Linked DNA regions of Zea mays: region 1 is linked to region 2. The links are chromatin contacts, called in public Hi-C maps. All regions are on one chromosome and are shown on one strand. Each heading gives the region's core, a stretch centred on a gene start, on an enhancer-like site or on the middle of the called end of the contact. The rest is flanking DNA. Distances are from core to core; before and after follow the strand shown. Region 1 holds the start of LOC100194244. Region 2 overlaps LOC103646597 (dynamin-related protein 3A).

Region 1 (2,700 bases), core at 103-2,602, 370 kb before region 2:
CTAATGGGGTAGGTTTAAGTGCTAACGTTAAAATTGCAACATATATGCTACACTAAGGTAGGAGAACCAAGTGCAATGTTTGATCAACTAAAGCACAACCAACACACTGCAAAATTCATGTTAATAAATATACGACACTCCACAATTAACAATACATCTTTATCATTTCATCCTCAGTTTAGTAACCACTTCTTATGTTTGATGGCAGGTAGTGATTGCTTTCTTACTGTTTCAGAGTATCAAATGCATCAGTTTGACTATTGATAATCATCTATATTTCAAAGTGTTCTTGTGACGCTCAATGTTTACTCGTCCGATTAATAGCGATTAGTCACGATTAATCGTCCAAGTCGGTTTGGACCAATCACGATTAATCGCTTAAGTCGTCCGACTAATCGTGATTAATTGATATGAATCCTAATTTCGTCCGGTGAACATAAGTTATGTTATGATTGGAGTGAAGTTTGACAAATTCTTACATCATAGTCTCTAAAACGAACATATTTATTATCATCATCAAATAGAGTGACAAAATCTAGTTGTTTAATTGACAAATTAGGATGTAATATTACACGTATAAAACATTGTTTGCTGTAGATAACATTGTTTGTTTAGTGGAGTTTAAAATAAAAGGTGCAATAGGGAATGAGACATAGAGTTGCCGGAGAGAGCCTTAGAAAGAATGTAAAGTCAAAACGGGATGGTAATCCCTGATGTAAACGGGACGGTAATCTCGTTTTCGGCGCCTGGTGGAATTCGATTTCAAAACGGGATGGTAATCCCTGATGTAAACCAATCGTTTCTTAAGCTCACGACATCTCAATCGCCATCAGCAGATTTGAACAAGTTTGAGACATCAACAGCCAACTACTTTCTGCATGTACTAATACCGCCGCAATTGACTGAGAGATGAAACAAAAAAAAAATCGACTGATAGATAAAAAAAATCAACTGAGAGATGAAGACAACAAATCAGTCACAAATGTATCCAAAATCGTGGATCTCGATAAAAACGAGGGGGTGGGAGGAGGAAAAAAACAATGTGGCATCTCTGCCCCACCCAGATCACGAATCAATCGCAAAGGTAAAACTTTCACCAGTGATTTGCTTCGATCCAGCAGACCAAGTCAATGCAGATCGGGAATATCACTTACCCCAACGATTGTGGCTCCCAACAACCGACACGTTTCCGCAAAAAAGCATCTCACGGTCAGGAAGACAGCGAGAGGCGAGGGATCCGCTGTGCTCACCTGTTGATGGTGGACGCCATGGCCACCACCACCCCACGGGCCATCCTCCTCCGGGCGAGCGGCGGCAGCGGCGCTGCCGCGGCGCCATGCGACACGGGGGACACCCTCAACGCCATGCCGATCCCTCGACAGTCGACGCAGAGGACAGGATCTTGACGTTGTCCCCTTCCCTGTGCCTGCTGCACTCACGCTGCAACAAGGGGCTCCTCTCGACGTGTCGGCTATTGAAAAGGGTCGCCCAGGCTGGCAGGCTCCTTTCCGCCATGAAAAACTCCATATTTTCTTTTTGTCGTTATTTCACTTCAACAAGTTTTTCAGTGTACTTTTTCCAGTGCTGAGTAGTCAGCGTTTCCAACCTCTTTTGGTAGCGTGCATTCAAAGTTCGCCCGTCACCGACGGATGCAACGGATTGGGATACTCGGCAGTCGACTGCTCTCACGCGTCGACGCCGGAGGACCTGTCAGACTGTTCGACTGCCGATGATCCGGATCCCATGCAACCGGTTCATTTGTGCAGAAAATAACTTAGACCCAGTTGTTCGGATTAACAAAATACTCCCTCTGTTCTAAATTATAATTTATTTAACTTTTTTTAAAATACATCTAACTGACTTGTCCTAATCAATTTTTGAAAAAAATAAAGCCATATTTAAAGTATATTATACACTAAACAATATCACAACAAAAATTAATATTAATTATTAAATTTTTAATAAGACGAGTCAGTCAAACCTAAGGTTAAAAAGTCAAACGAAATATAAATTGAAATGGAGCGAGTATTTTGTTGATGAAACTCTTAGGTAGTGTTTGGTTGAAGAGCCAAGTAGAACGGAGCTGTTCTGTCCCAGTTTTGTTGTTGTTTGGTTACAAAGTAACTAGAACGGAGTGACTCCAATTAGAAAAAACACTAGTACAATATCCGTCGCAATATAATCATATTTGATATTCATAAAATAAATTTAATATCGGAGTAAACATATGATTCACATCAGATATTAAATTAATAATAATAAATATTACACTTATCTTAACAAAAAGCCAAGAAATGTATGAGTTGAAAAAGATGTCGACCTTTTTTTAGACCGCTTGGTTGTTCATCCCTTTTCAGCTAGCGAGATGGTACTATGTAGGAGCATTGTGCTACGTGTGGCTTTCTATTGTGTTGTGTGTTGGAGCGAAGACAGAACGACCCCTCGATCTCTTTGCATTGCACACTAACCTGCTACCAAAGTGTCAGACGACCATTCAAGCAAGAAAGAAGCGAATGCCTGGTAACGGATCTCAAAGGTGATGGGATCCGCCCCTTCCACTCTGACAGCAAAGTCAATCGGGTGACCTACGAAGGGGTCAGCCTTCGAGTACTACACAAAGGCCTAACAAAGTCGAAGGTGGTCGACTTCGTCGTGTCGACATGAGCAACGAGTCCACGTCTCCATGAGGAAGGACAAAAG
Region 2 (2,700 bases), core at 152-2,651:
CGTTGTGCTAGTGAGGTACGTCAAATAACTTGACAGTACAAAAGTATGAATGTATGATATTGGAAACCTAGAAATAGACTGAGCACTTTTGTCGCACAAAAATATTCTTCTATCACACAATGGCCTTTACACATTTTTTTCCCAGAGTGTGTTAATAAGGGAGGCAAGAGGCATAAAGTCAGACTTAGCAGCCAAAAGATACTATGACCAAAGCTTAACTGTTGTTTGCCTGAAGCACAACTTAAACTGAGAAATATCCAGTACTAGGATGGCAGGAAACTTCTTTTAACACAATGGCAAGAGATCTGCCTTTCAGCTAAGAAGAAATAGAATTGACCAAGTTTATTAGGAAAACCAGGCCTAAAAACATCAGTCACAGTTTATTAAAGGAGAACAGGTGACCTAAACACAGCAACCTAGACAACTAAACCTAAGCAACCCAACTACACACAACCGACAGAGCCCACCGCACGTCATCGTTGCGAAACTTATCACAAGTTATAATGATAAGCTGCTCCGACTTCCCACAACGAACATCAGCCAAAGCCCTAACACGCCGCCACCTACTCACAAGAAGCCCCAGACTCCAAAGAAAGTGAACACAGCATGTCATCACTGCAAAGCTTTGTCCCACCCCACAACGAAAGCAGCTCCAACTTCGCCACTGATCCACCCTACAAGCCACAACGAAAGCAGCTCCAACTTCGCCACTGATCCACCCTACAAGAGCCATAGATGTGCCGCAAGCAAGTAGTGAACAAAAGGCTTGGAGATAAATGTCCCACACGGACCAGCATCCATCAAGGAAGTGCAGGATCTCCTAGGCACCTGCAGGAAGGATAAGATGCTGAGTTCCTCTGAAGAACTCTGCAGGATGAGGAGAGGTGCCCCAGCGACATCTACAAGGAAACAACACCCAGAAGTGTCACCTTCATTTGCTCCGGCTAATGCTGGACAAGGATTGTGCCCAACACATCCCTCCTCACACCTACACAAAAGGCCGCACCACTGCTTGTCAGCCGGTCCTGCAAGTACAGCGGCTTGTGGTCACAGAACAATGTGTGGGGTAAAGCAGCTGCTCCTGCGATGTCAGGTGAAGTTGCTCATCTCGGCCATTGCACGCAACCACACACTGCTCGTGAGCTAAACTCAGACCCATTGCATATATGAAAATGAAAGGTCATGCCCACAGCAGGGTTGTTGTGGCCAGCTATGGCTGTCGTGTGCCATCAGGGCACCCAGAGACAAACCATGCTGACATCGCTACCGACGCAAGACTGCTGGTCTCCTCCTATGCCAGTCACAGGCCTACCTCATTCGCCTCGCCGACAAGCACCCCCTCCAGTAGCCTTGCCTGCCCCCAAAAGTAGCTACCGCTGCCACCCCCATAGCACCTTGCCATCGCATGCCTCACTCAACGCCTGCCATGGGCCTCACACTACTGCCAAGCCAAGGCTGAGCAAGTCGGTAGTACCACACCCGCCATGGGCCTCACTCCACGCTGGCTGCTAGTTCTGCCTATGTCGCCCATGAGAGGCGACACAAGGAAAACAAAAAAGAAAATCCAAGGTTCAAGTCTAAGTGTCTAAACCCTACGGCAGGAAACTTTCTCGATAGCTACAGCACGACACGTATCAAGAGGGGGGCACCTTATTAGAACTATATTGTGTATAATGTAAAGTTCTAAAGTCCTTAATCTATATTAACATAAAAAAGAATAATGCATTATTAACCAAAATAAGAAAGGATAAAAGTCGCCATCCATGATGGTTGTCTTATTCAAAAATATATATATTGTTCAATGTCCATTTCTCACTCGTTATTATAGAATTCTTATCCTCATGGTTTCGGTGACTTAGTGAGTCATCCTCACATTCACATGCCTGCTAGCTAAATATTTAAAGCTATTTCTTTCACAAACCTCCAGACTCTTGACAAATATTGACTGAAAAATGTAGTGTATCCTTGCTCCACCAGAAAGTTTATCTGTAGACACCCTGTTTTTCCCTTCCACCATGGAAGAAAAGGCTGAAAGTGAGAAAACAATAAAATGTTAGAGGAATATAGCTTTGAGAGAATTTAAACCGAAAGATAGAAAGAAGACATCACCTTGCATGTAATAAGATAAGCATCAAATTTCAATGTAATGCAATCTAAAGAGCTACAATAAGACCAAGTAAACTATTCCTGCTTTCTTAAAAACACACACATATGATTTCTAGTTGTTGCAATCAGAAAAATATAACAACAAAGTTTTTTAGTCCTAAACAAGTTAGGGTATGCTAGTGTTGAAACCCAACAAAAGCCACAAATAAAGGTTCAGTCGTGTGAATAGTTGTTTTCCATGCACTCACTCCTAATCAAAGTCAAATCTTATCCTTTCAAGTCTCCTTTTATTGTCTTTTCCCATATCAACTTCGGTCTTCATCTACCTCTTCCCATTACTATCTTGCTTTAGGATCCCACTACACATCGGTGCCTTTGAAGGCCTCTACTGCATGTTGGACATGTCCAAACCATATCAACCGGTGTTGAACAAGTTTTTCTTTAATTGGTGCTAGTGCTACCCTAGCCTATCACGTATATCATCATTCCGGACTCAATCCTTCTTGTATGGCCATAAATACAATACAACATGCACATTTTTGCAACACTTATGTGTTGAACATGTCTTTTTAGGTCTAATCGTCGTCCTATAAA

The links. Hi-C and Micro-C count contacts between places; a contact is called where the count stands out from the background.
Region 1: a contact with region 2 is called in a Hi-C map of endosperm, with 3 times the contacts expected there. The contact joins the promoter of LOC100194244 here to the enhancer-like site in region 2. A contact is called at or near these places in 6 of 25 Hi-C or Micro-C datasets (endosperm, leaf, tassel and 1 more).

The regions. Positions count from the first base shown.
Region 1 is chr2:76,449,230-76,451,929 of Zm-B73-REFERENCE-NAM-5.0, reverse strand. LOC100194244 reads right to left here and starts at 1,352. Exons shown (of 3, transcript NM_001139285.1): 1 at 1,251-1,352. The coding sequence starts at 1,294.
Region 2 is chr2:76,082,947-76,085,646 of Zm-B73-REFERENCE-NAM-5.0, reverse strand. LOC103646597 (dynamin-related protein 3A) reads right to left here. Exons shown (of 20, transcript XM_020548340.3): 9 at 1,922-2,028. Among protein-coding and RNA genes, the nearest start is that of LOC103646597, 25 kb to the right of the region's middle. Within about 2 kb of position 1,401, at least 1 of the 20 cell types and tissues checked has an H3K27ac peak or open chromatin away from gene starts, as enhancers often do. A contact at or near this core is called in endosperm, where this site is marked.